Regions from separate parts of the Sus scrofa genome. Here region 1 is linked to region 2. The links are chromatin contacts, called in public Hi-C maps. All regions are on one chromosome and are shown on one strand. Each heading gives the region's core, a stretch centred on a gene start, on an enhancer-like site or on the middle of the called end of the contact. The rest is flanking DNA. Distances are from core to core; before and after follow the strand shown. Region 1 overlaps TBC1D5 (TBC1 domain family member 5). Region 2 has its middle 59 kb from the start of PLCL2.

Region 1 (3,526 bases), core at 911-3,410, 290 kb after region 2:
TATGACTGCAGCAGCTCTTATAGCTGACTCTTGCCTGCAGTGTAAAGATCAACCTCCAGGTGTTAGTTACGTGCACTTAAGGTGTCTACAGATTTTCCAAGCATAGAAGATTAGGTCCCTTGGAAAGTCCCTCTACAACCTTCCTTTCACTCATGCCACCACTGTTAATGGTTATTTTCACATCAAATATATTCTATTGTGCCACCTGCTTTTTTCACTTCAAAATAGATTATGAACATCTCCTTATGGTAATAAAGCATTTTAATCTTCATAAAGATTGCATTACTATATCACAATCAATCACTTACCAATGGATTTTGCAGTTGTTCCAATTTTGTACCACTTTAATAATCATGAAAAATAGAAACGTTCATATGGAAAAATGCTAGGGTATTGAAGTCATTTTTAAAGGAAGTATAGAAAGTGAAAAAGTAAATTAAGAGCTTCACTTCATCTTTGTGTTTCCCTCAAATTTTCGCTTGGAATCAAAACTGCCTATAACCCAGGAAAACCCTTTAATAAGTCAGTGTAAAATAAAATAAATAAAATAAAATGCATCTGCAGGCCCTGGGGCCAGGAATTCTTTGTAGCAACCCTCAACTCCACTATAAAAATGCAGCCATGCTGTTTACATGGCAAAAAGAAGTCCACAGTTCTGTGAAGGGATTCTGGCTGAAAGTGAAATGTACACACAAAAACAAATCTAGTTTACAGTTAGTTGAAAATTTACAGCTGGTGTGGGCTTTTCTTTAATTCAAGTGTTTCCCCCTAAAAGCAATGAGAAAATGCTTTTAGTGCTGATGGAAAGAATAAAATCAGAGCAAAGGCTGTTTGAATATTCTGAGGCTTAAGTAAAGCTGCTTTAAAAGCTGCTATGTGGACCAAACATCTTGGAAAGTTCCTAACAGGATTTTTCTAGAGTTCCAGTAAATCTTCTCAGTCACTTCTTTGTTCTACTTTGGTCAGAAACAAAATCAAGTAATGAAAAAGTCACCCATATAGCTGGGGAAGCCAAAAATACACACATGCGCACACACACATGCTCACACCTACTTTACAATTAAAATTATATTTAAATTAACTAAGACTAGTTATGTAATACATATTAGTTATCTATATATAAACTACTTCTTCATTACTTCCCCTTTGATGCATTTTGAAGTGTGATACCATAAGATTCATGTAGTTAATTCCATATGAATTTTTGAAATTGATTGCAAAGTAGCATATAAATAAACAGTTTTGAAGTGGGTGGAATCAGATGTGACAGGGGAATGCCTCTTGCTGTGATTAGAGAGTCTATCCCTTTCGATGATCCATCATATTTTCTCTTCTTCTCTTCCTTTTGAGCCCTTTCTCTGAAGGAGGGGTCAAGATAACAGAAAGAAGGCTGAGGATAGAACAGGGCCCAGCCAGCTGCCTAGTAAGACACTGGGCGGCTACTGGCCACTTGCATCAAGCCTCTGTCCCAAATCTGGAAGAGAACATTTACTACTTGCTCGAGGCTAGCAAAGTTTCAGGCTACATCCAAATGACAGCTGTTTTGTCCACGTTCAGTGGACCCATAACCTAACAAGTCAAGAAGTGGGTGGGGTCTGATGTACAGAGTCTACCTTTAGGAAGGCCCCAAAGATGGGCCATTCTCAGGGCTCTGGCTGGGAAGAGGCCTCGGTGGGTTCTGTTTGGTTTTCCCTCATAGGTGGCATGCGTCCTAATTTCTTTCAATGATCACATTCACCCCTTCTCCACACGCACTGAGCAGCATACTGGTCATTTCTATGATAGTACATGTCTTACTTCCAAACTACAGCAGCTAGACACTAGAATGGAGAGGAAAAGGATGTCCATCAGGGGGCTGAAAATTGTAACAGAACGCAGTACAGAAATTCTGCAAGCATCAAGGAGCTCCTGAAGCAATACACTGGTGATCCAGCAGAGACCATTTCTAATACCAAATACAGAACTTTCACAAGTGTTGAAAGCAAGGCCTGGGGGCTCACCATGTGACATACGGACAATTCACCTGTAAACTGCACTTCAAACTAGGACATCTCTTACAGGCACAGTCAGAAGTAAGAAAAGGTCATGGCCTTGACGTGCATTTCAGGCAGGTGTTTAAAGCATGTATTTGAAAAAGTAAAGAAAGCATTGCCAAAATAATCACGTTAGTGATTACAGGCAGGTTGGCACAACAGTACAGCTGACTATTTGATCCTGGAAGCTCAATGTTTCATTTTGGTTTGGGGTTCAGATATTTACAAATATTTGTCTTTATTTACAAAGGGCAGTGCAGCAGTTGAGAGCTGAAATCTACAATCAGATTGCTTGATTTTGAATTTCCACTCCACTTACTAGTGCTACAATTTGGGGAAATTTTATTAATCTCTCTGTGCTTCGGTTTCCTCATCTGTGCAAAGGGGAGAGTGACTGTACCCCTGCTGCAGCACTGCCATGAGGATTACATGAGATAGCTCACGGCAAGAGTTCAACCCAGGCTCCCGTGGCCGTTGTTGTCGTGACTGTCGACATTCCCAGGACCAAAGTACTTCACTCACCAAGATGAGTGTCCATCACCTTTGCACAGTATTTGCACATGGCATCTAGGTCATTCAACTGTCCTTGAAGGAAGGAAATTTGGGCTTCTAATTCTTCTTCCTAAAATGAAGGGGGCAAAGATAACGAAAATGAAAAAAGAAACCAACAAAAATCCCCAAAGTTCTCCAAATGATCTGGATTTCTTTTTTGTCTTTTTGGCCCCATCTGCAGCACATGGAAGTTCCTGGGTCAGGAACTGAATGCGAGTCCAGTTGCGACCCATGCTGCAGCTGTGGCAACACCAGAGCCTTACTCCACGGCACTGGGGATTGAACCTGTGCTGCCACAGAGACAACACTGGATCCTTAACCCTCTACGCCACAGCAGGAACTCCGAACTGGACTATTTTAAAGAGCCACAATGTCTTTTTAGTCCTAGACAAAAAAGAAGCAACAAACAAACAAGAGCAACTATTGCCACCACCAGAGTACAGGTAAAATGGAGGTTTTTGTTTTTTTTTTTTTTAAATCTAGACTTTTCCTAATTGAACGCCAGTTTTGTGCCATCTGTAAATGTTTACCCATACAACCTTGTATTTTAACAAAGTACATAAAATATCTTCAATAACTACCTAGTCACATAAACTGGGAGAGTAAATGGGATTTCAGTGGACCTTACTCCCTTGGCAGCTGGTACAAAACTATTACATTTTCACACACACATGAGAAACCAAAGGTTTCCATTTGTATAAGACGAATCTCATCATTCTCTAGACCATGATAATTTCTTACCATATGAGATTTCCCAAAGCACTTGAAAAAGTTTTGCCCCCACAGCCCATAATTCACTGCTCTTACATTTCCTCTCTTGAAAGGGTACTAGAGAGCTTTTTATTTATTTGACTATTTCTAGGGAAAAAAATATACTTTGGGTGGGATAATTAATTAAATGGTCAAAGACAATCAGACTGTAACAAAAGGATAAAGTCTGG
Region 2 (3,568 bases), core at 1,010-3,509:
ATGCATCCCTATGTTCATTGCAGCACTATTCACAATAGCCAAGACATGGAAACAACCTAAATATCCATTGACAGATGAATGGATCAAGAAGATGTGGTACATATAAACAATGGAATACTACTCAGCCATAAAAACGAACAAAATAATGCCATTTACAGCAACATGGAATTCGAGATTCTCATACTGAGTGAAGGTAGTCAGAAAGAGAAAGACAAATACCGTATGATGTCACTTATATGTGGAATCTAAAATATGGCGCAAATGAACCTATCTAAAGAACAGACTTGTGGTTGCTGAGGGGAAGGGAGTGGGATATATTGGGAGTATAGGGTTAATAGATGCAAACTATTGCATTTGGAGTGGATAAGCAATGAGTTCCTGCTGTATAGCACAGGGAACTATATCCAATCACTTGTGATGGAACATGGTGGAAGATCATATGAGAGAAGGAATGTGTGTGTTTATGATATATATATATATATGTGTGTGTGTGTGTGTATGTTCTGTCAATTTCTGCTCTACAGCAAAGTAACCCAGTTATACAAATATATGTGTGCGTGGGTGTATATATATATATATATATTCATTGTATATGTACATATAAAGGAATAAATACAGCAGAAATTGACAGAACACTGTAAATCAACTATAATAAAAATTTTTTTAAAAAAGGTATCCTCCAAATTTGGATTGAGATTAGTTCAATTAATGAAAAATAATCAAGACAACTGATTAATTCTCTTTCAAAATCTGCCATGGAGGCACATATCCAAAAAATGGAGATCAATGCACCTAAAATTAGGGCAAGAGATACCACAGCAGGTGGTTTCCAGCCTCAAAAGCCACAGCAATCCCACAGGGGCATAAATAATGCAGTTTCTAATCAGCCCGTCAACACGGAAGTCAGAATCCCTGATCAAATGTTCTGTCTGTGCTTGGAATGACCAGGGGACCTCTAATCCATTTGTAGACTGAAAAAAATAACTTGGTTCCCAGAACTTATATGACTTGTTCCCAAAACCCTATAGATGGTGTGGTGAGGAACAAAATACAAGTAATTTTTTAAAGCCTTATGAATTCCTAGTGGCTTTCAGTCTTTCAACTACTCAGAGTATAAGTACTCACATGTGCGGAGTCCTCAGCTGTCCTTGACTTTGGAAGAGGGTCCTCTGTGCCTAGCCATTGGACTGGATGCTCTGGTCTCCACAGGCCTCCTCTCAGGTTGTCCCTCTGGGATCTGTGATGTCAGGCTCTGTCCCATTGGCCGGTCCTCAGCTTCATGGAGAGTTGCCAAGTGCGCAGTTGCTGGTTCTGTCCACACACTCCCCCACCCCAGTTGTCAGCAGTGAAGGACATCACCAGCTGTCCCCACTGAGAGGCGCCTGGGCCTGCCCAAGTGTGGCCTTCACCGTTAAAGCCTCGCCCTGTAACATCCTGGTGGTTTAACGAAAACCTCTCTGGAGCTTAAATTCAGCTCTTTTCTTTTCTCTCGTGCTTTATTCCACTTTATGGCTCTTTCCTTTCTTGCTGGGCTGTGTTTGCATTTCTTCAGAGTGTGTGGCTTGCATCTTGCCCAGCAGAAACATCAGTTTTGTTTCTAAAAATGTCATTTTCTGTTCCCCCACACCCCCATCTTTTCTCTTTGGAAAATAAGGACATTTAGCCACATAACACACCTAGAATCTCTTCCTAATGCTCTCTTTTGGAATCACCTGGTCCAGATCAGAGTCAAAAAAATCCTCATCTCTCAGTCTTTAGCTCTACTATGAAATTTGATAAATGAGTGAAGGTACATTAATGTGAAGAAGAATGATGAGCCTCTGCCAAGTTTTTTGCCTGTAAAAATTTTTTTTTTGGTATGAGAAAAGCATGACACTGAATTTTGGCTATGCTCTTCTATTTCTTAAACAAATTCTAACAGGTGGTACCTGTCAAACCAAGGGCACTTCAAACACTGATACATGATGCTCTCAAAATGATAACATATATATCTGGAAATGTTCTAGCCTTTATTTCATAAAGGCACTCATGGTTTCATGCTGTCGACATTGGAATGACCATATACTGGACCTTGTGTTTCTCGATTCTCAAATATTCTTGAAACTAGCTCAGTACATTAAGCTGGTTATGTCACTGTCAGATGAATTTCCTGAATTGCTGGTATCAAGTACTTTGCTCCCTTTTCCTGACACCCTGCTTCTATTTATAGCCAACAGATGATCAGAAACCAGGGTCAAGGGCAGCTGTTGTGTGGCCAAGCCCAGCTGTTGAATGCTGATTGGCAACTGGCAAGGTGTGGCGACAGCCATCTGGTCATGCCAGGACCTGATAGCACTGCCAGCATTTATTTAATTGAAGCAAAAGCAGTTAACTTCAGCTTATGTGCGGAAGCAAACCTAGTTAACTTTTTTTGAACGCTCCAGGTAGTAAAATTGGTTCCCAAGTTTAGACACAAGTTGAAAATTAAAAATAGCTCTGTCTGAAGTCATGGGGTCTACATGATACATTTTGCCTTTCTCTGCTGTTTAGGATTCAGAGACCAAAGGGTGTGCATATTTCAATTCTTTTCCAACAAATAGCATTGTGTACTTTTAACAGAACATAACAAGAAAACTGGCTTCTGTAGCTCAGAGGGATGACTATTTTCATAGCTCCCCAAGTCCTGGAAGAGAGAGCTGCATTACATCAATCATGGAATTAACATGGCATAATGGATTAGTACTTCTCAGAAATTAGGTCAGCTCTATAAGAAATCAAGCTATGGATAAGTTACACATATGTTTTATAAATAAATGCTAAAGCTCAAGTCATTTTTTTTTGTTTATTTTGTTTTGTTTTTCCTTTTTAGGGTCCCACCTGTAGCACATGGGAGTTCCTAGGCCAGGTGTCAAATCAGAGCTGCAGCTACTGGTCTATACCACAGCTACAGCAACGCCAGATCCGAAGAACTGGGTCTTTGACCTACACCGCAGCTCACGGCAACATTGGATCCTTAACCCACTGAATGGGGCCAGGGATTGAACTGCTGAGCCACAGGGGAAACTCCTCAAGTCATTGTTTTTAAATGGTGGATTATAGGTAACTCTATTGCGTGTTCCAGCACTTTAGAGACTGAAGGGCAGGTGGGGTGGGGCGGGGGAGGGGGATGCCTACTCTGGTGGTTAAAATTCTGCTGGGATTGATATGCAGAATTCTTGGCAAGACTTATGCAGAGTCTGCTTTATATTTGCAAATGACTTTCACAATCATTTCAATCATTAATCAAAGGCATTGTGAATGGCAGATGTTACACAGTAAGTAGGAAACATGGTTCTAGGATCTGGCATTCCATAATCATCTTCCTCATCCAAGGACTAACAAAGGCTGACATCTTCACCATCTTTCTCTGGGAGGTTGGTGTCAGTTCCCCTTTTTCAGGAGGGAAAACTGAGTCCCGGTCAGAATAAGTGCCTCTCTGAGAGCCAGGATGACCCTTGACCTCAGTTTCCCTCTTGAAAGTGGAGGACCCCAGCAGGTGATGTGCCAGGAATCCATCCATCCTTCCCTTGGGAAGTTCGCAGGGAAATGA

Evidence for each region. Hi-C and Micro-C count contacts between places; a contact is called where the count stands out from the background.
Region 1: a Hi-C map of liver shows a contact between it and region 2, with 6 times the contacts expected there. The contact joins two enhancer-like sites. A contact is called at or near these places in 1 of 47 Hi-C or Micro-C datasets (liver) and 2 of 2 datasets of contacts at active chromatin or transcription factors (alveolar macrophages and skeletal muscle).

What each region holds. Positions count from the first base shown.
Region 1 is chr13:4,222,936-4,226,461 of Sscrofa11.1, forward strand. TBC1D5 (TBC1 domain family member 5) reads right to left here. Exons shown (of 24, transcript XM_021069682.1): 21 at 2,556-2,655. Among named protein-coding and RNA genes, the nearest start is that of PLCL2, 230 kb to the left of the region's middle. Within about 2 kb of position 2,161, at least 2 of the 83 cell types and tissues checked have an H3K27ac peak or open chromatin away from gene starts, as enhancers often do. A contact at or near this core is called in liver, where this site is marked.
Region 2 is chr13:3,930,987-3,934,554 of Sscrofa11.1, forward strand. No RefSeq gene overlaps it. Among named protein-coding and RNA genes, the nearest start is that of PLCL2, 59 kb to the right of the region's middle. Within about 2 kb of position 2,260, at least 13 of the 83 cell types and tissues checked have an H3K27ac peak or open chromatin away from gene starts, as enhancers often do. A contact at or near this core is called in liver, where this site is marked.